4 separate regions of the Mus musculus genome follow, and all the other regions are linked to region 3. Evidence: chromatin contacts called from public Hi-C and HiChIP or PLAC-seq data. All regions are on one chromosome and are shown on one strand. The core of a region is the stretch at or near the end of the contact, and the rest is flanking DNA. Distances in the headings are between cores, read along the strand shown.

Evidence for each region. Hi-C and Micro-C count contacts between places; a contact is called where the count stands out from the background. HiChIP or PLAC-seq counts read pairs in DNA pulled down with a chosen protein or histone mark.
Region 1: an H3K4me3 HiChIP or PLAC-seq map of bone marrow-derived macrophages shows a contact between it and region 3, with 5 times the contacts expected there. The contact joins two enhancer-like sites. A contact is called at or near these places in 4 of 15 datasets of contacts at CTCF or cohesin (CD8 T cells, the NIH/3T3 cell line, large pre-B cells and 1 more), 4 of 484 Hi-C or Micro-C datasets (bone marrow-derived macrophages, double positive thymocytes, natural killer cells and 1 more), 4 of 115 datasets of contacts at active chromatin or transcription factors (CD8 T cells, bone marrow-derived macrophages, epiblast stem cells and 1 more) and 2 of 9 other capture datasets (adipose tissue and liver).
Region 2: a Hi-C map of the N1E-115 cell line shows a contact between it and region 3, with 6 times the contacts expected there. The contact joins two enhancer-like sites. A contact is called at or near these places in 5 of 484 Hi-C or Micro-C datasets (the N1E-115 cell line, bone marrow-derived macrophages, cerebral cortex and 2 more), 1 of 115 datasets of contacts at active chromatin or transcription factors (bone marrow-derived macrophages) and 2 of 9 other capture datasets (adipose tissue and liver).
Region 4: a contact with region 3 is called in an H3K4me3 HiChIP or PLAC-seq map of bone marrow-derived macrophages, with 4 times the contacts expected there. The contact joins two enhancer-like sites. A contact is called at or near these places in 2 of 484 Hi-C or Micro-C datasets (bone marrow-derived macrophages and nephron progenitors), 2 of 115 datasets of contacts at active chromatin or transcription factors (bone marrow-derived macrophages and effector CD8 T cells) and 2 of 9 other capture datasets (adipose tissue and liver).

What each region holds. Positions count from the first base shown.
Region 1 is chr7:67,342,921-67,349,629 of GRCm38.p6, forward strand. All of the region lies in intron 2 of Mef2a (myocyte enhancer factor 2A), which reads right to left. Among named protein-coding and RNA genes, the nearest start is that of Mef2a, 27 kb to the right of the region's middle. Within about 2 kb of position 1,286, at least 4 of the 459 cell types and tissues checked have an H3K27ac peak or open chromatin away from gene starts, as enhancers often do. A contact at or near this core is called in bone marrow-derived macrophages, where this site is marked.
Region 2 is chr7:67,399,767-67,406,210 of GRCm38.p6, forward strand. No RefSeq gene overlaps it. Among named protein-coding and RNA genes, the nearest start is that of Gm51462, 16 kb to the right of the region's middle. Within about 2 kb of position 1,810, at least 8 of the 459 cell types and tissues checked have an H3K27ac peak or open chromatin away from gene starts, as enhancers often do. A contact at or near this core is called in the N1E-115 cell line, where this site is marked.
Region 3 is chr7:67,544,328-67,550,696 of GRCm38.p6, forward strand. It overlaps Lrrc28 (leucine rich repeat containing 28), which reads right to left. Exons shown (of 10, transcript NM_175124.5): 7 at 1,039-1,141. Among named protein-coding and RNA genes, the nearest start is that of Gm23233, 23 kb to the right of the region's middle. Within about 2 kb of position 4,839, at least 92 of the 459 cell types and tissues checked have an H3K27ac peak or open chromatin away from gene starts, as enhancers often do. A contact at or near this core is called in the N1E-115 cell line and bone marrow-derived macrophages, where this site is marked.
Region 4 is chr7:67,300,302-67,306,604 of GRCm38.p6, forward strand. The region is part of intron 3 of Mef2a (myocyte enhancer factor 2A); the gene reads right to left. Among named protein-coding and RNA genes, the nearest start is that of Mef2a, 69 kb to the right of the region's middle. Within about 2 kb of position 4,835, at least 11 of the 459 cell types and tissues checked have an H3K27ac peak or open chromatin away from gene starts, as enhancers often do. A contact at or near this core is called in bone marrow-derived macrophages, where this site is marked.

The sequences.
Region 1 (6,709 bases), core at 36-2,535, 200 kb before region 3:
AATGGGAAAATTGGCCATGTCCTTCACTATCTGCAACACTTGGAAGAGCAGGCTCCGCACCTTGCCTGGGCAGCAGAGTAGGGCTGATCCTGGTTTCAGGGGGGTTGGGGTGGTGGTGCTGGTGAGCTGGCCCAGAGGTTGTGGAAGCAGATCCAACAAGCTGATGAGCTCAGGTTCTTTTAATTGGCCCACCTCAGCATCTATCCTATCAATTTAAATGCTGGAGTACTGGTCCTAAAAATCCAAAACTAGAGGATCTCCATGACACAGGGCAAGAAAGAATATACAAGAAGAGTTCCTTTGAGGTTCCAGTATGAATAGAGTAAACCAGACCAATAAATCACTGCAATGAGCATTTGCAAGCAAAGAAATTGCTTCCACAACGAGATGGAGTTTTTTTGTTGTTGTTTTTTGTTTTATTCTCTGTTGTGGGGAAGATTGCAAAAGTAAAGGGCAGGTACGGGGATGAGGTAGATGAGTGGGATTAGGGTAAATGGAACCAATAAAAAAGTTAAAAAAACAAACAAACCCTTAAGAGCATCAGTATTCCTAAGACATCAGTACCTTTCTCAACAGTCAACCCTCCTTTACCTCAAAAGGAGACCATTTTCCTGATTATTTTGGTAGTAATACACAGTAACTCAGTCTTTAGTGAGTTCTCATAACTAAGTATCCTTCAAAACAAGTATTACTAATCACTTAAATCTCAGTTCCTCTACTACAGTTATCACAGACTCTTTGCGGTATTTTCTTGATTAGTAATAGGCTAAGAATCTCTTTGCCTGCTTTGTAAATATTTAGATTTTCTTTATGGGGTGCTTGTCCAAGTCTCTTTTCCTTCTTTCACTGAACTGTCCATGATTGACAAGAGTGCTCTGAATCTTTGGATTTGGCCCTTTTGTCTGCTAAATGTATTAAAATTATCTCTATATTTTCCTATAGAAGCTTCCAACTGTTTTATAGTTTTGCCTTCTAATTAAAAATGAATAATCTGTCTTTGCTTTCTGCATTGTAGAAAATAAGAAAATAAGGTACTTCTTTTTCCAAATAGATTATCAATTATTTCATTTTTAGTTACTGAACAATTCTTTACTCTGCTGTTATAATTTCTGTCCTAAAGCAAATGTCTATATGCACATGGATCCTTTTCTAGGCTTTTGCTTCCTTTTTGTTTAACACAGTATTTTTTATTTTATGGAATTAATCATTGCATAAGCTTAAAACATCTGACTCACTTGATATGATAATCCTTCCTCAAAAATGTCAAACTGTTAAGATCCAGCATCCATGTGTATATGCTTGCTGCCCAGCCAGCATGCACATAAGCACCAGCATACCCACAAATATAATCATACACATACAGGCTCCATCTCCTACACATTTTAAAAAACATGATTACAAAGAAATTTAGTATGCTTGGAAAGATACGGATTCAGGAGTTGGTAAAGTGCTTATTTTGTAAGCATAAGGACCTGAATTTGATCCCCACCACCCAAGTAAAAGGCTAGGCATGGTGCTCACATTCCTAATCCCAGAGCTGAGGAGGCATAAACAAGCGGATCCCTGAGGCTTAGTGGATGACAGTCAGCCTAGCCTAACAGGTGAGCCACAGGTCCCAAAGAAAAACAAAGTGAATGGATGGCTCTTAAGAAACAACACCCAAGGCTGACCAATGACCTCTACTCACATATGCACATGTGCACCCCCACCAGCATACATATGCATGAAGGAGAAACAGAAGTAAAACTTGGAAGAAAAAATAACTATGCTAATAAGTTTGAAACCATCTTGGATGATAGATACTTCTGGAGTAAAACAGTGATCTCAGACTCTCATATTTGCCATACAAATAAGTCACAGAAAAAAAGAAAACTGAAAATAAGAATGAGTGGTGGTATCAGTAGCAATGAAGACAATTCAAATACATTTTCATTTGCAAGGAAAAGACTAGAATAAATGGAGTATTTAAGAAATAATAGCCAATGGGGCTGGTGAGATGGCTCAGTGGTTAAGAGCACTGACTGCTCTTCCAAAGGTCCTGAGTTCAATTCCCAGCAACCACATGGTGGCTCACAACCATCTGTAATGAGATCTGACTCCCTCTTCTGGAGTGTCTGAAGACAGCTACAGTGTACTTACATATAATAATAAATAAATAAATCTTTAAAAAAAGAAATAATAGTCAAAACATTTCTACATTTAATTTTTTTTAAAAAGCTAAGCAAAGTCATCTCCAAGAAAACCATCCAAAATACAACACAATCAAATTACTAAACCTCAGTAATAGTTCCCCCCTCCCCTGCCAACCTTTCTAAGACAGGATCTGTCAGGCAAGGCATGCTTGAAACTCACTATGTACTTCAAGCTGACCTCAAACTCAAAGTAGTCTTCCTGCCTCAGCCTCCTGAGATCTGAATTATCAGTGTGCGCCACCACATCTCTCTTTTTAAGTCTTTTTTCTTTTACTTTCTTTTTTTTTATTTTGGTATTTATTTTATTTACATTTCCAATGCTATCCCAAAAGTCTCCCACCCACTCTCCCACCCACTCCCACTTCTTGGCCTTGGAGTTCCCCTGTACTGAGGCAGATAAAGTTTGCACAACCTATGGGCCTCTCTTTCCACTGATGGCCGACTAGGCCGTCTTCTGATACATATGCAGCTAGAGACACGAGCTCTGGGGGTTACTGGGTAGTTCATATTGTTGTTCTACCTATAGGGTTGCAGATCCCTTTAGCTCCTTAGTTACTTTCTCTAGCTCCTTCATTGGGGGCCCTGTGATCCATCCAATAGCTGACTCTGAGCATCCACTTCTGTGTTTGCTAGGCCCGGGCATAGTCTCACAAGAGACAGCAATATCTGGGTCCTTTCAGCAAAATCTTGCTAGTGTATGCAATGGTGTCAGCATTTGGAGGCTGATTATGGGATGGATCACTAGATATGGCAGTCTCTAGATGGTCTATCCTTTCGTCTCAGCTCCAAACTGTGTCTCTGTAACAACTTCCATGGGTGTTTTGTTCCCAATTCTAAGAAGGGGCAAAGTGTCCACACTTTGGTCTTCGTTCTTCTTGAGTTTCATGTGTTTAGCAAATTATATCTTATATCTTGGGTATTCTAAGTTTCTGGGCTAATATCCACTTATCAGTGAGTACATATTGTGTGAGTTCTTTTGTGATTGGGTTACCTCACTCAGGTTGATGCCCTCCAGGTCCATCCATTTGCCTAGGAATTTCATAAATTCATTCTTTTTAATAGCTGAGTAGTACTCCATTGTGTAAATGTACCACATTTTCTGTATCCATTCCTCTGTTGAGGGGCATCTGGGTTCTTTCCAGCTTCTGGCTATTATAAATAAGGCTGCTATGAACATAGTGGAGCATGTGTCCTTCTTACCGGTTGGAACATCTTTTGGATATATGACCAGGAGAGGTATTGCGGGATCCTCTGGTAGTACTAAAAGACTCTGTAGCTATGGCTGGCTCAGGGGTTAGGAGCACTGAATGTTCTTACAAAGAACCAGAGCTGGGTTTGCTTCCCAGCACCCACGTGGCAGCTTACAATCATCCCTAGCTCAGTTCCAGGGGATCTGGTGCCATCTTCTGGAATCCATCAGCATCAGACACACATGCAGTGTACTTACATATCCCAAGTAAAACACTCAAAATAAAAATACAAGTCTTACAAACAACCAAAAGGTGGAAAAAAAAAAAAAGGAAAGTTTGCACATAAAAAGAATAATAGGATTTCTGTGAGGTACTACAGAAATCATTTCTGTAACTATCTCATAACCTACTACAGAGTTAATGAAGGTCATTTTATGGCCAAAAAAAAAAAGCCAATTCCTCCTAAAAGACACTAAATAGTCATATGTATCCAATAATAGAGCTTCAAAATACATGAGCCAAGAAGTGAAAGAGAAACAAATCCAGTTATCATATTCAATTATTAGAACAACCAGAACATCAGGGTGTAAGCTTCAAGAGTTAAAAAAGAAAACTACTCAAGTAATTTGACCTATCGATTTTAGAGATTTCTACTCAAACACAGTCTTCTTGGCACACATTAAAACAATCGCCAACACAGTCCATTTTCTATGCCTTCTCATAAATGTCAGAAAGTTCACAAAATGTCAAACAATGCATGTTCTGATTAAATCAGTGCCCTATAAAGAAATACATCTGTAAATTTACACAAATATCTGGAAAGTAAATAGAAAAAACTCACAATGGAAAATCCATATGTTATAATTCAATGTAAATAACCATGTGACACAAGGAAGAATATGAAAACACAGAAACTCAAGATTAAATGTGTATTCATATACAAGCAAAGCCTATTCTTAAACCTACATTAAAACCTTTTTATGGGCTGGAGGGTTAGCTAGGTGGTAGAGCAGCTGCCTAACACAAACGAGGGGCTAAGTTTAATCTCCAGCACTCTTAATCATTTCTTAACTCCAACTCTCCTCTAAGGAAAAAAAAAAAAAAATAGAAAGGAACTTGAATACTTCACAAACATTCCGAGAGAAACCTGCATTGATCTGATCTTTAAAAAATTTTTTTAAAAAATTTAAAAAAAGCTAAAAAGAACAGGAGCTGGAGTAATGGCTCAGGGGCTAAGTACTTGCTCTGAAATCATGAGGACTGGCATTTGAAACCTAGCATCCATAGAGCAAGCATCATCCCAAAGTAAAAAACAGGAATGATGAAGCTTGCTGCTGCTCAAGCTAGGCACACATTCAGGGAAGAGATATGCCTCATATGAATGAATTTAAACTGACAGATGAAGCCATCGGATGGCCTTTTCTGGCCTCTGCTTAGGCACACAGGTGTGCACACACGCGCGCACACACACACACACACACAGACTTTAAAAAAATTACAAAAAAATTTCTACAAACCAAGGGGTCTTTTATAAACACAAAAGAAACCAGGTGGTAGGGTAGCATGCCTTTAGTGCCAGCACTTGGGAGGCACAGGCAGTAGGGAATCTCTGTGAGTTCAAGTCCAGCCTGGTCTACAGAGCAAGTTTCAGGACAGCCAGGATTTCACAGAGAAGCCCAGTCTTGAAAGTCCAAAAAAAATCAGAAAAAGATAACATCTGGGGGAGGGGGTGCTGGCAGGAGGGGAAATCAAAATGCAATCAAGATTGTAATATATGAGAGAAAAATAAAAGTAAATAAACACAAAAAAAGAGTTAAATTTTATAAATGAAACCAGTAATATACAATGATAACCAAATAGGGATTACCTCAAAAATTCATGATTAGTTGTTTAATGTTTAAAATTAATGTAGCTGACAATCACATTGAAATATTCAAAAAGAAAAAAGAAATAAAAACATCATCTCAATAAATTAAAAACAACAACAAAAACCCCACAGCTAACAAAATTCTACCACCCATTCACAATAAGGAAAGAATGATCAACAGAAGCTGGTAAAAAGGCTGAAGGTGTTCAACATATGATCAGGAATAAGAGAGGGATGTTAGTTCTTACCATCTCTAGTCAACACCTCTCTGGGATGGTTAGTCACCAAAATAAAGAATGCAAAAGAAACAGACATAAAATTAAAAGAGAGGAAGAAATAATCTTGGCCACAGAAAAAAGATGATCTACACAGACTATCTGAAGGAATCACCAAGTTTATAGATGGACAAATTACAGAATCTTACATAGGTATCAAGTGTGGGTCACTATTATTAGCAACAAACTGTTAGAAACTAACACTAACATAAAAAGTCATTAGTGATTAATGAAATAAATAGGTATAAAACCTTTGCATTGACAACCAAAAATACTGTTGAGATAGACTTTAAAAGAAGACTTAAATAGGAAAAGATACTATTTGCAAAACTCAGTATCATTAGCAAGTCAATTCTCCCGAAATTGATCCATAAGGTAAAAGCACTCATCATCAAAATTCCATTACTTGTACCATATTTTTCTGGCAAATTTTTAAAGAAAGACCTTTTTCTCCTGTTGAATTATTTTAGAGTTTTTGATACAAAAACTATTTGTGGGCCTGTTCTGGATTTTGCTCTGTTCTGTTGATTTGTTATCTTAATTATTGTAGCTTTATAGTAATTATTAAATCAAGTAATATTAGCTGGGGATAGTGGCACATGCCTTTAATTTCAGTACTCAGGAGGTAGACATTGGTGGATCTCTGTGAGTTCTAGGCCAGCTTGGTCTATAGCCAGGACTACATAGTGAGACTGTGTCTCAAAATAAACAAATAAGAAAAAAGTAGGATTACTTCCCAGCTTTGCTATTTGATTTCAAAATAATTTCGTCTACTCTGGTCTTTTCTATTTCTCTCTCTCTGGTTTAGCATTGGCTCACCAGTTGCACTTACCTAGGCTGACTTGATCAAGGTAAACTTAATCCATACCTTTGTATGTAAACATGGGCTCAAGAAGGCAACAACTTCAAATCCTCACAAAATACTCATTCCTCTAAAGACCCCCTAAAATGTGTTCTCTTTCTCTCTTTGACCTTCACCTCAGAGGCATGGCTAGACTTCCTTTGACTTTTTATTTGAAAATACTCCCTGTGATTATTTAATTTATGTCCTTTAACCTTATATTATTTTTCTATTTCCTATTTATTTATTATCACCAGAAACTGCAATGTTTAATGAAGATTTATATTTTCCAATAAAAATGAACATTAATTAACATTTTACATGGAAGTACACGAGGTAAAAAG
Region 2 (6,444 bases), core at 560-3,059, 150 kb before region 3:
AAAACCAATGCAGAGTAAATAACCAAACCTCCAGAAAAGCCAAGAAAACCAAATCTTGCTGATAGCATTAAGACCTAGAGAGGAGTGTGCCTACAAAAAGACTCATTTGAAATCAGAAACAAGAGGGAGACAAATTTTCTCTGACCAGTGGATTCATAAACACTGTTTTACCTTAGAGGTATCTCCTTAGGACAAAGCCCCAAAGAGAAAAAAAAATGCTGCTCAGATAAAAAATCCAATGTTCTTATTTTATTTCATTTTGCCATCTTGCTTTCCCAGATATTTTCTATCCAATTTGATTGAACAAGGAAAGTTTCATCTTCACACAAAAAGTATGAGGAAGAGGAGGAGGAAGAGGAGAGAAGGAAGGAGGGAAGGAAAGAGGGAGGGAGAGAGTAAAAGGAAGGATGGAAGGAAGGAAGGGAGGGAGGGAGGGAGGGAGGGAGGGAGGAAGGAAGGAAGGAAGGAAGGAAGGAAGGAAGGAAGGAAGGAAGTGGTCCCCATCTTTAATGGTTCAATTTGCAGTCACTGACTTCATGATGGTGTGAAAGGGACATGTGTACAGCAATAGAAACCATCCTTTGAAGTTTGAATGTCTCCTTTTTCTGGGACAGAGATCTGGCACGGACACCCTCTGACAATGGCAGGCAGGAGCAGAGGGCAACAGGTCTCAGGCAGCTGCAATGTTCACAACAGTACTATAGTACACTGTGTTGTCGCTATGCTTCTAGCTAGGTATTTAATCTGTTACATGAGTCTGTCAATATTTTATAATAAATCAGGCTTTGTGTTAGATGAGTTTGGCCATGTTTAGGCTAGTGTGAGTGTTCAGGGCATGCTTAGCAAGCTATGTGCATTTATGACACTCAGCACATTAGATTTAGTGAATGCATTTCTACTTAGACTATTTTCACATTGCATTGGGTCCCTCAGGACTTAACGCTGCTGTACATCAAGGAGAATCTGTACAGCATATGGATCTGGCCACAGGCTTTGATCATTTAAATTACAGTTATAGTGGGCACATAAAATACCTGAAATCAATGGCTGGAGAAATGGCTCAGTGGCTGCTTTTCCACTCCCTGATTTGGTTCCCAGCACCCACACAGCAGTTCACAACCATTTGTAATTCCAGTCCCTAGGACCTGATCTTTAGGATCAGGTCTTTTTCTTTTTTTTTTTTTTCTGGTCTTTTTGGATACCAGCTATGGTGAATAGACATGCAAACAAAACATCCATACATATAAACTTAAATTAAAAGGAAATTTTAAATACATGAAATCAAATATTTCTAATTTGTAAATTAGCAATCCCTTGGCTGATTAGAGAATGGGTATAATTATGGCAAAATAATTTTTACCTGGGTGACAATCTGAGGAACCCAAAACTCCAATTTTCTGCTTTTTGTTTTCTGTGCTATGCCAGAAAAAGGGGGGGGGGGGTTGTCCTTTGCTTTTATTGGATACTTTAAAAGTATTGCCACATACTTTAATATAGCAACAGATAAAGCAAAGAAGTTGGATGCCCAATGTTTCATTCATGAAATTTTTATTAGTAATTATAGTAATTAACACAAAACACGTGGTTCCACTTCTGGTCATGATGCTGTGCAGGTGCTGTGCAGTCTTTGTATCTTTCTATAGACTATAGAAAATCAGACCAAATATATGGAATGACAGTTTTTAAGATATCACAATAGGCCATGCAGACATGTGATTCTCAAGATAAACAAATGAAATCAGCACTAAAGATTGCCCTAGTTTGCAGCTGAGAGGCCAGTGTCAGGCTGCAGTGTGAGGAGGGCAGATCCCTAGAGAGCCAAGTGGTGTCGCTGAGTTAGACTAAGAATTTCCAGAGCCAGAGAGAGGAACTGGATAGATAAAAGGCCCTGAACACGGCGGGGGGGGGGGGTATTTGGTTGAGATTTCCTCTGTACATGTATGAAAAGAAACTATTCAAGTCCCGAAGTAACATTATTCCGTTAGAGACTGAATGTGTCTCTGAAAAATTCATGTTGAAGGCCTACCCAACTGCAGTGTATCTGCACTTGGAATAAGAAAGTAATTAGGTTAAATGGGATGATAATGATGCAGCTCTCACCCTCTAGAATCACTGTCATTACAAGGACTAGGAGAGCTCTCCTAATGCAGTTTGTCCATATAATATGGAAAAGCCATGTGAGGACGAAGCACAAAGATGGCACAAAGCCAGAAAGAGAGCCCTTGCCCTGGGACTTCTGTTTTCCAGAACTCTGAGAAATACTTTTCTGCTATTTAAGTCACCCAGTGGGTGACATTTTGTCATGCCAACAATAAACAGATTAATATAGCAGTACTCAAGACAGTTCATGGAGATAGCACGGGATCGGGGCTGGTTCATGGTCTCCCCACCCATCATGGTGTTTAAGGCACAGAGCACTGGGTAGTGATGGGGCTAACTTGTCTTAAGCCTCTGTCATCTTTCCTCTGAGACCTAAGACTGAGCTTGAAAAGGTCAGCTGTCCTAATTCTCAGCATTCAGAAAGTATCAGTTATGAATAGAATTAGGAAAATGTGTTTCCATAATAAGAACAAAAACCCTTAGATGTTAAGCAGCCATATTGTGGAGATTTCATGACATCCTAGTGCTATGGCTACTTGAACAAGATCAGAACAATGACCATACCAGTTGCTGTTCCAACGTGGATGGGGAAATCTTGAGACCCCACCCCTGGATAAAGAGCTACAGGCTTCTTATGTCCGTGCTTCTACGAAGGCAGCAGGGACAGGCTGTGGGCGCAGAAGAAGGTGGAGCTCCGCATGCCTGACTGACCTTGCTGCCCTCGCTGCCTCTTGCTCTGTGCCTCTTTCTGTTTAGCTATCAGATGTCTTCACATAGTGTTCTCACCATGTAACAGATGAAGAAACTCCACAAATAAGTAACGCCCAAGAGCAGCAAGTACAGAAGAGTGGGCACAGCACACCACACCACCTTAGAAAGACAGGAAGCTGGAAAATATACATGTCTGCTTGATTTCCAAAGATACACAAGTTACAGAAAATGAAGGAATGTGTGGAAATGTGTTCAAGAGAAGCTCTCTCCTCCTTTTTAATAGCCCTGAGTTTTGGTCTACATAAATAGCTCCCATATTTAAAAGTATTTAAATTGAAGCAAAATGATGGAGGGAATTAAAGCAGAACATGGGTCTACAAACACTATAGCCAACTGATAACATGTATCTGGGAAAAAATGATTATTTCAAGTAACTGAAGCTCACCAGAGGTGAGCTAGAAATTTACATGAACATTAAAGTTGTAAAAACAAGCAACAGAATTATGGTGCAATGTAAGCACAGTGGAAAAGCCCTGACCAAAGGTCTTTCGTCCTACTTGACTCTTTTTTAAAATTTATTTATCTATTCACTTTATAACCCAATATTAGCCCTTCCTCTTCTTCCAGTACCCCCTCATGCAAGTCTCCCCTATTCCACCTTCACTTTCTCCTTTGAGCAGGGGAAGCCCCCCTCTGAGTGTCACCCCACCACCACCTAACACTCCCCCATACACATACATCATGTCACTGCAGGACTAGGTGCATCCTCTCCCACTAAGGCCAGACAAGGTGGTCTATTTAGGGGCATTAGATCCACATGCAGTCAGGTGACAGGTTCAGGGACAGCCTCAGCTCCAGTTATTGGAGAATCATCATGAAGACCAAGCTGTTCATCTGCTGCTGAAGTGTGGGGGCCTAGGTCTAGCCTGTGCTTGCTCTTTGGTTGGTGATTGAATCTCTCAAAGCCCCCAAGGGTCTGGGTTAGTTGACTTTGTTGGTTTTCCTGTGGAGTCCCTGTCCTGCCCGGGTCCCTCAATCCTTCTCTCAACTCTTCTGTAAGAATCCTGAGTCCCATCTAATGTTTGGGTCTCTGCATCTTTTTCCATTGGCTGCTGTGTGGAGCCTCTCAGAGGACAGTTATGCCAGGCTCCTGTTTGCAAGTATAACAGAGTATCATTAATAGTGTCGGGGACTGGTTCTTGCCTGTGAGATGGGTCTCAATTTGTGGCAGTCATTAGTTGGCCATTCCCTTAGTCTCTGCTCCATCTTTGTTCCTGCACATCTTGTAGGCAGGACACATTTTGGGTTGAAGGTTTTGTGGGTGGGTTTCATCCTTAGCCCTCCACTGGGAGTCCTGCCTGCCTATAGGAAGTGGCCCTACCTGACTCTTTTAGACAAAGGTCTTCCTTTACAACTCTTTTTTTTGGGGGTGGGGTTGTTGTTGTTTTGTTTTGTTTTGTTTTTCGAGACAGGGTTTCTCTGTATAGCCCTGGCTGTCCTGGAATCCACTCTGTAGACCAGGCTGGCCTTGAACTCAGAAATCCGCCTGCCCCTGCCTCCCAAGTGCTAGGATTAAAGGCGTGAGACACCACGCCCGGCCCTTTACAACTCTTGCTTTTCTGTGTAAATCAAAAATTTATCAGTAAATAGCAACATGGGCTGTCATTTTGATGACCATTTGCTAAATAAAGAATTTGTCATAGCATGGTGCCAATGCAAATATTGAAAAGGTATTTAATTAATCTAATGAGCTGATTGGCACAGTGGAGAGGAGATTCCGGAAGCTCTTGCTGTGCTGACTCAGCATGAATTTGAGCTGCAGTCGTTAGTTAATTTCTTATACTCAAGACAGAATCTTCATAAGAACCAATAAAAGATGTGTGTTTAATTTTCAGTGTTGAGCATTTGGGGTAAAGGGGCTATAATTTCATGTTTTTAAAAAAGTCCTTTGGGGACATCAGTGGATACAAATAATATGTAGTTGTTGAAAAACAATCTTAAATGGAAAATAACTGCTTATAAACTAAATACTTGCTCAAGTTATTGTATATATTTGGTGACTGCAAACAAACCATGGTAAATCCTAACTCACGTCTGTCCAGCACTATTCAAGTAAATGGCAGAAAGCTTGCTTATACTTGAGTCAAAAGGACCAGAAGATTTTTAACCTGGCATTGTTTGTTGTTATCAGACATGAATGATTGTTTCTTTTTCAAGACAGGGTTTCTCTGTATAGCCTTTGCTGTCCTGGAACTCACTCTGCAGACCAGACTGTCCTCGAACTCAGAGGTCCATGTGCCTTTGCCTCCTGAGTGCTGGGATTAAAGGTGTGTGCCACCACTACCCAGATAGATTTGAACATTTTACTTTCCAAATGTTTGAATAAAGTTAGTTAGCATTGAACAACGTATTTTTTTCTATTTTTGATATTTTAAAAGACATTTGATTAAGCCAATCATAGTGGCACATGACTTGAATCCCATCATTTGGGAGACAGAGGCAGGAGAATTGCTATCTGAGGTCAGCCTGGTCTGTACAGTGAGTTACAGGACCACAAGAGCTACACAGTGAGAGCCTGCCTTTTTTAAAAAAGACATTTGACTTTTTAGAGCAAAAATAAAACTAACATATTGTGGATTTGATCTATATGTAAAAAATACAATGATAGTTACAACATAAAGGTAAAGAGAACTGAATGGACACTGCACTGTCAAAGGGTCATGTGTTGCGCCCATTCAGGCATCATTCGTGAACCCCAAAAGACCACCAAGGAGCCGATTCCGATGCAATTGCACTTGGGTCTTTATTCAGTTTTGAGTTTCGGCTCACCGCCTTCACTGATGCAGTGGGACAGGAGGGTGAAGCTCCGTGGCCAGTTTCAAGCAGCGTTTATGGAGGCAGGCAAACAAGCAAGGGAATGTTCAGCTTGGCACACATCTGATTGGGGCGCTATTGTGGAATTTGCTGCCCTTTAGAATGATTGGCTGGTGCTGGGAGTCAAATCATAAACTACCATGAGTAAATATATTTAGGTACAACTGTAACTTCTGCTTTCCTCCTGATTGGTGGTTATTAGTGACCTGGAAACTAATGCTAGGTGCAAGCTTATTGGTTAACTCGAGTTCAACCATAGGTCAGGTTCTCTGAGATGTAAGCTGAACCCAAGATGGAGTCGGTCTGGTCTCTCACGTGTACTATATAAATTATAAAATGCTATTTGGAATAAAATGAAGATAATTCAATATATAAATGTGCATGCTATGAATATATAAAAGTACATATTTCACATATCCTATATGCATATCTACATATATTGTTAAACCCTAGAGTAGCCACTGAAAAAATAAAATCAAGAGGTGCAATTGATAAGATGACCATGGAAATATAACAGGATTAGAAATATTAGTCTAGGTGCTAGCCACATGGCTCAGTGGTCAAGAGCACCTACTGCTCTTCCAGAGGATATAAGTTCGGTTCCAGCACCCACATCAGGTAGCTCACAACCATGTGTAATTCCAACTTCAAGGGATCTGAGGCTTCTAGCCACCAAGGGCACCAAGGTTATATAAACATGCTTACATGCACACACACACACACACACACACACCCTCTACATACTTTAAAATAAAAAAT
Region 3 (6,369 bases), core at 3,589-6,088:
GGAATTCTATTCTTTTTCTTTTAAGATTTATTTATTTTATGTATGTGAGTACGCTGTAACTATCTTCAGACACACCAGAAGAGAGCATTAGATCCCATTACAGATGGTTATGAGCGACCATGTGGTTGGTAGAAATTGAATTCAGGACCTCTGGAAAAGCAGTCAGTGCTCTTAACTGCTGAGCCCTCTCTCCAGGCCCCCTGCTGCAGAATTCTAAATACTTAAAATCAGTAAAGTCTTAGCTAAGAGCCAGTTACTGCAGCAAATTGTCCTTGCAATAATGTTCCAAAGAAGAAAATCTTTTAACTTAATGCCAATTCCTCTAGAGTTATTAGAGTTTATAATGGTATGTGTGGTGTACTGGCTGGTTTTGTGTGTCAACTTGACACAAGCTGGAGTTATCATAGAAAGAGGAGCCTCCCTTGAGGAAATGTCTCCATGAGTTCCAGCTGTTAGGCATTTTCTCAATTAGTGATCATGGGGGGAGGGCCCATTGTGGGTGGTGTCATGCCTGGGCTGGTAGTCTTGGGTTCTATAAGAAAGCAAGCTGAGCAAGCCAGGGGAAGCAAGCCAGCAAGCAGCATTCCATGGCCTCTGCATCAGCTCCTGCCTCCAAATTCCTGGCCTGTGTGAGTTCCTGTCCTGACTTCCTTGGTGATGAACAGCAGTGTGGAAGTGTAAGCTGAATAGACCCTTTCCTCCCCAACTGCTTCTTGGTCCTGATGGAATGGAAACCCTGACTAAGACATGTGGCATGAAACCCTCATGCTCTAGACTTAAATACACACAACTGGTCAATAAAGGCAAAAGTAGAGCTCTCTCTATAGCAAAAAAAGAAGAAAAATGCACGTACTCTTTAGACTGCAAAGTAATAACTCATGGACTGCCCATGGCTTACTAGCTGACACTAACATACAATCTTCTGAATTATTTGCCTCGTATTCTTAGTTCATAAAGGTATTTGGCCAAAGGCAAACCTAAGTAGAACTTCCCAACCCCGTTCGTCTATCTGTAAGCACGCACTGGAGGCAGCCTTACCCGTTGCAGCCGATGACTTTGTTGTAGAGGTATGAGGGCAGGCCCTTCAGCTGGATGTTGTTATCCACATACACGTACTGCAGTTCTCGGGAGCGACCTAAATCTGATCACAGAGAGCGGTGCTGTTAACCACTGTAGGAATTAACCATTATAATAGGGAGGACATTGTAATGCATGACATCATAAATAACCCCAACGCTCTATTTTTAAAAAAAAAAAAAAAAAGAATGCATGATTCTGAGTGTAGACTTACGGCAGTTGTAATACTGACTTTGTGTCGGGAAACATGGTGTAGAAAACTTAACCCAAACTTTGACTTTTAAACTGGAAGATGAAATTGTCAGTAGTAGAATATTTAATTTCTTCTTACATATAACTTCCTTGACATTTTACAGACAACTTCAACTGTCCTGCTATAGGGCCCCTTCTGGTCCATAGAAAATGTTATACAAAGTAAGGTGACAGGTCAGCTTAAACATATTTTGTCCCCATGCCTTACAACTTGATTTTATACAAGCCAGTGGTGGTCTGTGCCTTTAATCCAGCACTTAGGAGGCAGAGGCAGGTGGATCTCCCAAGTTTGAGGCCAGCCTGGCCTATAGAGTGAGTTCCAGGATAACCAAAGTTACACAGAGAAATCCTGTCTCCACAAAAATTTGCCCAATAATTGAAACACTGCCCACAATTTTACCACAGATCTTGTTAGCAAACACCCCATAGTTATGAAATGTAATGGTGATTTTTCTATCATCCTGTTTTTTTCTGGCTATACTTACTAACTGGAACTTCTATTTAAAGAAGAGTCATCCTTTAAAAACACTCTCATACTAGTATAAATTATAGACCTCTCTACTGTAAAGAATAAAGACCCAATGCTACTATTATTTTGTCCTGTTGCACAAATGCTTCCATCTTGGCAATTAGGAATGATTGTGTGCTTGCTCTAAGTTCTTTTAACAAGTCCTCATGCTTTTCTGATCATTTCAAGACTTTCTGGCATTGTGGCTCAGCTCACAATCTCTCTGCCGAAGCCCTAAGTTAACCACTTCTCCAAAGCATCCTACTTCCTCTTTTTGAAGAAACCTATCTATGAGCCAGGTGTGTCTATTACTACTGAGAGATCACGCGGAGACCTTGGGGCCTGGGAAGTGTGCATGCACGCTGACCCTCGCAGACACACATCTCAGTTGCTGGACATGTTTTCAGCATGAGCTCTGAGGAGTGAGCCTGTGAGCTCAGACTCTCTGGCACTGCCAGTGTTCCTTCAGAGAGTATGTCAATCTCAAGTCCCACCAGCACTGTGAGAGAGCAGCCTCTCACCCACAAGAAGCAATTCATATCATACTTCTAAATCTTTGCTAATTATGGCTAAGAAACAGAATCTCAGGATTATTTACATTGTAATTTTCTAATTTTGTGTAAGCAAACAATTAAAAAGTGTATTTCTGTAAACCCTCCATTCCCCATTTTCTATCAGGCTCTTGAAATTTATCTTTTTCTTTATCTTTTTCTTTTTTTAGGGAAACCTCCACATCTCTGATACATATTACAAATATTTTCTTTTAGCTTGTCAGTTGTCATTTGACTTTGTTGATAAGTGTTTTCTGATTTATAAAAAATTGTAAACCAACTTCCCACCCTTCCCGTGTTAGGAAAGTTAAGACTAAACTGCACGGTGTCCTCAAGACCTTCTTGAACAGCTAGCAAGGCCATGTTTCAGTAAAACAAATGCCAAAATCCAGACAATTAAAAGGTTTTAACACAAGTTAACCAAGCTCTTCCTCCTGCCTCTGCCTCTCTCAGGATTAGTGGGGTTCCCTTTTCTCTCCTCCCCTCCCTGCTTTCTCGTTCCTTTTGTATTTATATTCATAATCCAGTTGGAATTCATTCTTATGTCTAGCATAAAATACTTTAGCATTCACCATTTATGTTTAGCCAATAATTTATTTTTCCATTTCTGAAAATTTTTTGCTTACCTTTTATACCAGAAAGAAAAAAGAAAGATCTCTAAGATGGCTTAGTAGGTGAAGGTGCTGCCAAGTCAGACGTCCCCAGTGTCACCCTCAGGACCCACACAGGAGGAGAGAACCAACTCCTGCTAGTTTTTCTCTGACCTCCACACGTGTACCATGACACATGCCCTCAGAACACTGCACATGAATAATAATAACCTCTAAGATTATCAAGAGGAAAAACTATCACCAAGTACTCAGATCCCAGACTTCCTATCTGCTGCTAAATCAAGCTGCAAACACAGAAAACAACACAATGAGAGAGAAGCACTAATGCAGAAAGCCCAGTGGCTGTGACATCGCACCATTGCTCAGGACTGTTTGTACCTCAACAAGCTCTATGGGAAAGGGCACAACACCGCCTGGTCCCCAGCTGTATCAGGTGTAAGGAGCATAGGAAAAGAATCACGTTTAATATGTAGCATAGATTTAAAGGAATAAAATATGTATGTACCAAAAAACTGAAAACTGCTCTCTTAGTGAACCACAAAATTTTACATTTACAAAACAGGTGAGGAAAAATATTAACTAATCAATATCACATTCCAGTAACAACAGAAAAGGCCTCAGAAATCCACTAAAATACCTGTTTTCTCACAATTTCTATGACAAAGGCTTTTAAACACAAGCGGAAATTTATGGAGTTTAAGACATAGAAAACTTTTAAAATAAAAACTTCATTAATAAATTATAAATGGGCTACTCACAAGTACCACATGAGTTTAATTCTAGTACTTGGGAGGCAGAGGCAGGTGGATTTCTAAGAGTTCGAGGCCAACATGAGCACGTTCTCAAAAATACAACTCCAAAATGCTAAATGGTCTATAGTCTCATATGTGCCTTTCTGAGCCCCCAAGTAGCTCAAGGAAGTCAAAGCGGAGGAGGTCCTGGCTTGGACTGGAGCCGCAGTAAGGCACAGAGCAAATTAATAATTAGGAAAGGAGAGTAGATTAGAGTCAGACAGCTTGGGCTTGAACCTTCATTCTTCTGCTTACTAGATACGTGGCCTTAGGATCTCATCGGTGTAATGGGGGAACTAAAACTATCTCCTAAGTTTGGGAAGAATGGCTAGGTTTATAAATGTGTGACGCAGGATTCTTGGAACAGAGCCTTCTCTAGTATATGACAGGTATTATTTTCATTATTATTAGTAAGTGACACACTGGGAAGTGTGGCCAATTAACAGAGAACTTTCTTTGGCATGCAGCAAGGGTACCAACCCTTTTCTATCCTTTAATTGCAAGGAACGAGCTGGAGGCTACGGCCTCTGGAGATGATGATTCATCCCTTCAAGCCAAGGACACAAAATGGGACACGACAGAGGAAGCACTTCTCTGCTCTAATATACCACAAAAGCCTCTGTGCAAATTAGATGAGGTGCCATGCAGACATCACACCACAAAGTTAAATACATACCGACACTTGCTACTTCTCCTTACACGCCTCCTCTCCTTGCTTTATGGGGAAAGATGACTAGTTAATGACTCAGAAATACTATTTGGCTACATTTCATCTTAGGGGGATCTGGCTGGCACTCCCAGAGCACTTTCGAATTCATTACATGTGCCCTAGCAGTATATACTATCTTGTGCTATAGCTGAATCAGCTGTGTTAAAGCCTATTACATGTTAATGCCACTTAATATTTCCAAGTAGTACAATCTGAGGAGGGAGGGAATGCAGGAAAGGGAGGGAAGAAAGAGGGAGAGAGGAAGAGAGGGAGAGGGAGCAAGCAATGACCTGCTCTTAGTGTGTTTGGAGTCAGGACTGCGACTGCATCCTGGCTTCCCACAGGGTAGCTGGTTCCTGCTTCCCTGATTCAGTCTCTTCCTTTGCTGTATGATAAGGATGACAATGTAATAGCTCACGGATTTGTGACTTCATGAAGCTGGTGTATATGGGGCCAAGCTTGATCGCACAGTAACAGGTGCTCAGCACACCCTGACCATTTATCTTGCTCTTCTGAGTGTAAAGAGATCAGAAAAGGAGTGTAGATCCTGAGGAGAGCCCGGCGGCTGTTTTAGCTGACACAGCACAGCCTGCTGGTCAGGGTGAGAAAGCTCCTTGTTTGGCAAGGTCCCAGCTGAGAGAGCTAGGCTCTGGCTGCCTCAGGAAAGCACGCTTTTAGCCAGCCAGAATATAGTCTGCTGCCAAAACTCCCAAGCCCAGAGGACTAGCAGTTTAAATAAATGAGCCTGAAATACGAGAATCTGCTGCATGGAAAAGCTTTGAGTCTTTTTTTATATTGTTTTACCCAGACTAACCTGAAATTCACTAAGCAGCTCAGGCTGGTGACAACTCATGACAATTCTCCTGCTTCAGCCCCTCAACTGCTAGGATTATAGTTATGAGCCCCTGTGTTTGGTTCTTACATTCTCTCTCTCATATATATACATATATATGTATATATATGTATATATGTATATATATGTGTGTGTATATATGTACATATATGTATATACACACACCTATATGAATGTAAATAAATAACACTACATATATGTTGTTTAGATTATTTAAGTGTATGAAGTTTATGTATGCATTTGTACCATGTCATGCCTGTTCTTATGGAGATCAGAAGACGGCATTGGATTCCCTGGAAGTTTATGAGTCACAGATGGCTATGAACCACTACATGGGTGCTGAGAATTGGATCCAGATCCTCTGCAAGAGCATAAGTGCTCTAAGCCATTGTACCATCACTCTGGCCCCTGGTTTCTTCGTACGTAATACAGAAACTCTTCACTAAATGATAGACTTTAGAAGAGACTACTTACCTACTAGTCAGTAAAGGTTTATTTTCTTCTGATTAATATTATTTACTTATATTATTTCACCAATACTACATGCTAAATAAAGATCATAAAAGAACATTCAAAAAACAAACAGAAAACCCTTCTTCTACCCAGGAAGCAGAAGCAGGTTGATCTCTCAGTTTAAGGCCAGACTGGTCAACATGGTGAGTTCTTGGACAACCAGGGCCATGCAAAGAGACCTTGTCTCAAAAAACTAAAATCAAACACATATCCACAAACAAATAGCAACAAAAGGGCCTTGTAAAAAAGGCTCAGTATGTGAAACTTGCAAAGCACAGAGCTATTTGTCTGCCTGTCCAGGTTTGAAAGCCACCAGTGACTGTTCAGGAGGCTATTTTCTTTGTTTTCTGGAGAGAGGGTTTCTCTGTTGTAGCCCAGGTTGGCCTGAAACTCACAGAAAGTTGCCTCCTCCTGCTTCTTGAATCCTCGGATTAAGACATGCATCAATTAAAAAATTGGATGTTTTCTTTATTTACATTTCAAATGTCATCCCCTTTCCCTGTT
Region 4 (6,303 bases), core at 3,585-6,084, 240 kb before region 3:
TGAATCTGTAGATTGCTTTTGGCAAGATAGCCATTTTTACAATGTTGATCCTGCCAATCCATGAGCATGGGAGATCTTTCCATCTTCTGAGATCTTCTTTAATTTCTTTCTTTAGAGACTTGAAGTTCTTATCATACAGATCTTTCACTTCCTTAGTTAGAGTCACGCCAAGGTATTTTATATTATTTGTGACTATTGAGAAGGGTGTTGTTTCCCTAATTTCTTTCTCAGCCTGTTTATCCTTTGTATACAGAAAAGGCCATTGACTTGTGTGAGTTAATTTTATATCCAGCTACTTCACCGAAGCTGTTTATCAGGCTTAGGAGTTCTCTGGTGGAATTTTTAGGGTCACTTATATATACTATCATATCATCTGCAAAAAGTGATATTTTGACTTCTTCCTTTCCAATTTGTATCCCCTTGATCTCCTTTTGTTGTCTAATTGCTCTGGCTAGGACTTCAAGTACAATGTTGAATAGGTAGGGCAAGAGTGGACAGCCTTGTCTAGTCCCTGATTTTAGTGGGATTGCTTCCAGCTTCTCTCCATTTACTTTGATGTTGGCTATTGGTTTGCTGTAGATTGCTTTTATCATGTTTAGGTATGGGCCTTGAATTCCTGATCTTTCCAAGACTTTTATCATGAATGGGTGTTAGATTTTGTCAAATGCTTTCTCAGCATCTAACGAGATGATCATGTGGTTTTTGTCTTTGAGTTTGTTTATATAGTGGATTACGTTGATGGATTTCCCTATATTAAACCATCCCTGCATCCCTGGGATGAAACCTACTTGGTCAGGATGGATGATCGTTTTGATGTGTTCTTGGATTTGGTTAGCAAGAACTTTATTGAGGATTTTTGCATCGATATTCATAAGGGAAATTGGTCTGAAGTTCTCTATCTTTGTTGGGTCTTTTTGTGGTTTAGGTATCAGAGTAATTGTGGCTTCATAGAATGAGTTGGGTAGAGTACCTTCCGTTTCTATTTTGTGGAATAGTTTGTGAAGAACTGGAATTAGGTCTTCTTTGAAGGTCTGATAGAACTCTGCACTAAACCCATCTGGTCCTGGGCTTTTTTTGGCTGGGAGACTATTAATAACTGCTTCTATTTCTTTAGGGGATATGGGACTGTTTAGATGGTCAACTTGATCCTGATTCAACTTTGGTACCTGGTATCTGTCCAGAAATTTGTCCATTTCGTCCAGGTTTTCCAGTTTTGTTGAGTATAGCCTTTTGTAGAAGGATCTGATGGTGTTTTGGATGGATTTCTTCAGGATCTGTTGTTATGTCTCCCTTTTCAGTTCTGATTTTGTTAATTAGGATTTTGTCCCTGTGCCCTCTAGTGAGTGTAGCCAAGGGTTTATCTATCTTGTTGATTTTCTCAAAGAACCAACTCCTCGTTTGGTTAATTCTTTGAATAGTTCTTCTTGTTTCCACTTGGTTGATTTCACCCCTGAGTTTGATTATTTCCTGCCTTCTACTCCTCTTGGGTGAATTTGCTTCCTTTTCTTCTAGACCTTTTAGGTGTGTTGTCAAGCTGCTAATGTGTGCTCTCTCTAGTTTCTTTTTGGAGGCACTCAGAGCTATGAGTTTCCCTCTTAGGAATGCTTTCATTGTGTCCCATAAGTTTGGGTATGTTGTGGCTTCATTTTCATTAAACTCCAAAAAGTCCTTAATTTCTTTCTTTATTCCTTCCTTGACCAAGGTATCATTGAGAAGAGTGTTGTTCAGTTTCCACGTGAATGTTGGCTTTCTATTGTTTATTTTGTTATTGAAGATTAGCCTTAGTCCATGGTGATCTGATAGGATGCATGGGACAATTTCAATATTTTTGTATACGTTGAGGCTTGTTTTGTGACCAATTATGTGGTCAATTTTAGAGAAGGTACCATGAGGTGCTGAGAAGAAGGTATATCCTTTTGTTTTAGGATAAAATGTTCTGTAGATATCTGTTAAGTCCATTTGTTTCATCACTTCTGTTAGTTTCACTGTGTACCTGTTTAGTTTCTGTTTCCACGATCTGTCCATTGATGAAAGTGGTGTGTTGAAGTCTCCCACTATTATTGTGTGAGGTGCAATGTGTGCTTTGAGATTTACTAAAGTTTCTTTAATGAATGTGGCTGCCCTTGTATTTGGAGCATAGATATTCAGAATTGAGAGTTCTTCTTGGAGGATTTTACCTTTGATGAGTATGAAGTGCCCCTCCTTGTCTTTTTTGATGACTTTGGGTTGGAAGTCAATCTTATCAGATATTAGGATGGCTACTCCAGCTTGTTTCTTCATACCATTTGCTTGGAAAATTGTTTTCCAGCCTTTCATTCTGAGGTAGTGTCTATCTTTTTCTCTGAGATGAGTTTCCTGTAAGCAGCAAAATGTTGGGTCTTGTTTGTGTAGCCAGTTTGTTAATCTATGTCTTTTTATTGGAGAGTTGAGACCATTGATATTAAGAGATATTAAGGAAAAGTAATTGTTGCTTCCTGTTATTTTTGTTGTTAAAGTTGGCATTCTGTTCTTGTGGCTGTCTTCTTTTAGTTTTGTTGAGGGATTATCTTCTTGTTTTTTCTAGGGCGTGGTTCCCATCCTTGTATTGGTTTTTTTCTGTTATTATCCTTTGAAGGGCTGGATTCGTGGAGAGATAATGGGTGAATTTAGTTTTGTCGTGGAATACTTTGGTTTCTCCATCTATGGTAATTGAGAGTTTGGCTGGGTATAGTAGCCTGGGCTGGAATTTGTGTTCTCTTAGTGTCTGTATAACATCTGTCCAGGCTCTTCTGGCTTTCATAGTCTCTGGTGAAAAATCTGGTGTAATTCTGATAGGCTTGCCTTTATATGTTACTTGACCTTTTTCCCTTACTGCTTTTAGTATTCTATCTTTATTTAGTGCATTTGATGTTCTGATTATTATGTGTCGGGAGGAATTTCTTTTCTGGTCCAGTCTATTTGGAGTTCTGTAGGCTTCTTGTATGTTCATAGGCATCTCTTTCTTTAGATTTGGGAAGTTTTCTTCAATAATTTTGTTGAAGATGTTTGCTGGTCCTTTGAGTTGAAAATCTTCATTCTCATCCACTCCTATTATCCGTAGGTTTGGTCTTCTCATTGTGTCCTGGATTTCCTGGATGTTTTGAGTTAGGATCTTTTTGCATTTTCCATTTTCTTTGATTGTTGTGCCGATGTTCTCTATGAAATCTTCTGCAGCTGAGATTCTCTCTTCCATCTCTTGTATTCTGTTGCTGATGCTGGCATCTATGGTTCCAGATTTCTTTCCTAGGGTTTCTATCTCCAGCGTTGCCTCACTTTGGGTTTTCTTTATTGTGTCTACTTCCCTTTTTAGGTCTAGTATGGTTTTGTTCATTTCCATCACCTGTTTGGATGTGTTTTCCTGTTTTTCTATAAGGACTTCTACCTGTTTGGTTGTGTTTTCCTGTTTTTCTTTAAGGACTTGTAACTCTTTAGCAGTGTTCTCCTGTATTTCTTTAAGTGAGTTATTAAATTCCTTCTTTATGTCCTCTACCATCATCATGAGATATGCTTTTAAATCCAGGTCTACCTTTTCAGGTGTGTTAGGGTGCCCTGGACTGGGCGAAGTGGGCATTCTGGGTTCTGATGATGGTGAGTGGTCCTGGTTTCTGTTAGTAGGATTCTTATGTTTACCTTTCGCCATCTGGCAATCTCTGGAGTTAGTTGTTATAGTTGTCTTTGTTTAGAGATTGTTCCTCTGTTGATTTTGTTACCCTCTATCAGCAGACGTGGGAGACTAGCTCTCTCCTCTGAGTTTCAGTGGTCAGAGCAGTCTCTGCAGGCAAGCTCTCCTCTTTCAGGGAAGGTGCACAGTTATCTGGTGTTTGGACCTCCTCCTGGCTGAAGATGAAGGCCCAAAACAGGATCTTTCCCAGAAGCTGTGTTGCTTTGGCCAGGAAGGTGGCCGGTTGTCTGGAGCCGAAGATGGCGCCGCCTCAGAAGCTCTGTGGCTCTCGCCTGTCCCAGAAATGGCTGGCCTCTGTATTCCACACCGTCACCCGTGCAGCCTGCCCTCCGTGGAGTCCTGGAGCCAAGGAGGCTCCCGCCGGGGCCTGAGGCAGAAACCTCTCGGGCCGGGCGGACCCCTGTGCTCTCACCAGGAAGGTGGCCGGTTGTCTGGAGCCGGTAGTCTTGGTTCTATAAGAGAGCAGGCTGAGCAAGCCAGGTGAGGCAAGCCAGTAAAGAACACCCCTCTATGGCCTCTGCATCAGCTCCTGCTCCCTGACCTGCTTGAGTTCCAGTCCTGACTTCCTTTGGTGATGAACAGCAGCATGGAAGTGTAAGCTGAATAAACCCTTTCCTCCCCAACTTGCTTCTTGGTTTGATGTTTGTGCAGGAATGGAAGCCCTGACTAAGACAGGTTTATACATGTATTGGGGCCAGAGGTCAATGCCAAGTATCCTCTTCTGTACATTTCTATCTCTTTTTTAAGATTTATGTTTATTATATGCATGCATGTGTGTCTGTGTGGGTGTATGTGCACATAAATGTAGTACCTAAAAGCTAGATGAGAGTGTCATAACCCTTGGATCTGGAGTTACAGGTTACTGTGAACTGCCCAAAGTGAGTGCCAAGAACCAAACTCAGGCTCTCTACAAAAGAAGTGCATGCTCTTCACCACAAAACCATTTTCTCCAGCCACCCCACTACCTTCTTTGAGTGTATGTGGATGTCTACAGAGGCCAGAGAGGACACTGTATCCTCTGGAGTTGGAAATGCAAGCAGTTTTAGCTGCTCAGTGATGGTATTGAGAACTGAACTCGGGTCTTCTGGAAGAGCACAAGCACTGGTAAACAATGAGTCATCTCTCCAGTTTCGTTTAAGTCACTGTAATCACCAACTGGCTCGTGTGGCTGGCCACAAGCTCTTCAGACCTTAAGCCTGTTTCTGCTCTTTCATCACTGGGAATTACAGGCATTATTATTCCATAACTGACTTTTCTACAGATGCTGAGGATCAGAATGTTGGTCCTCATGCCTGAGCAACAAGAACTTTACTCACTTAGCCATCTCAGCCTCTCTGCTCTTCCCAAAAATACATTTTCAAAACCATTTCTTTGAAGTTACAAATCACAAAGGGTTGATACTAAAGGAAGGAGTTGGTGAATCAAAGAACTTAGCATATAACAATCTTCTCCTCTTTATTATTCCAACATAGTCCAACTTGAGTAAGCTTAGATGATGCGTTCTCAGCAATCAATTTTTAAAAATGTTTCAAATATGGCACCAAAGTTGATAAACTGAAAATTAATATGAATATAATACTTTCAAGCTTTCTAAATGCAAACTTCATTTTACCTGAAACATTTAAGTCTATTTTTAACATTAGAGAGTATTTTTTAGAATAAGAGGAATAAGAATTTCTCACAAATCTCTCATCTCTGTATATGCATGCCCTCCTGTTATCAGTATTCCCTGGCAGAATAGTACATTTATCGTAGCTCTAAGCCCACAGTGGCACACCAGTATCACTCAATCTCCATGGTTTACATCAGAGTCCACTTCTTGTACATATCTCCGGTTTGAATACATATATAACATGTATTACACATTTACATTATCATAGAACATGTTTTCACTGCCAATGACAGGCAACAACCCAATGATAGTCAACTATTTGGATCGACAACAATTTATTTCTCCGATCATGCACTGAAAGATGTACTAGTGTTGTCTAAATTTTGGCAATTAAAAAAATAAAGCTGCTATAAGCATGTATGCACAAATTTGAATAAAATTAACTATTCAACTCTTCTAGCTAAATACTAAGGAATGCAGTTTGTTAGCTGATCCTATGTTAAATAGATTTAGTCTAGTAACAGAGTGTCAGCAGCACAGTAAACTCAGATTCCAAATTTGCTGAAGCATGGGTGTAGAAAGTGTTAGAGTTATAAACTCCAGAAGAGCCAAAAGAAAACTGAAGGAAAAGAACAAAGGACTTTAAAACTTAAAATAAGCCTTCAATAATTAAGGCTATGTGGCATTGGTCAAAGGATATACCAAAAGTCATGCAACAGCAAAGAGAGCAATAGAACCACAGACACACACAGTCGACTGGTCTTTAAAAAAGAAAGTTAAAAACACTGAGAAAAGAAGCTTTAAAACAAACCATGCTGAAACAACTGCATATTTAAAAAAGAACTTCAATTATAGACCTTAAACCCACAAAAATATAACTCAAAATGGATACAAGACCTAAATATAAAATGAATTTACAAGGTTCATAAATGAATTGGGGCTTGGTTTGACACTTTTCACTTATTCTTCAAAAGATAGGGCCTCACTAAGC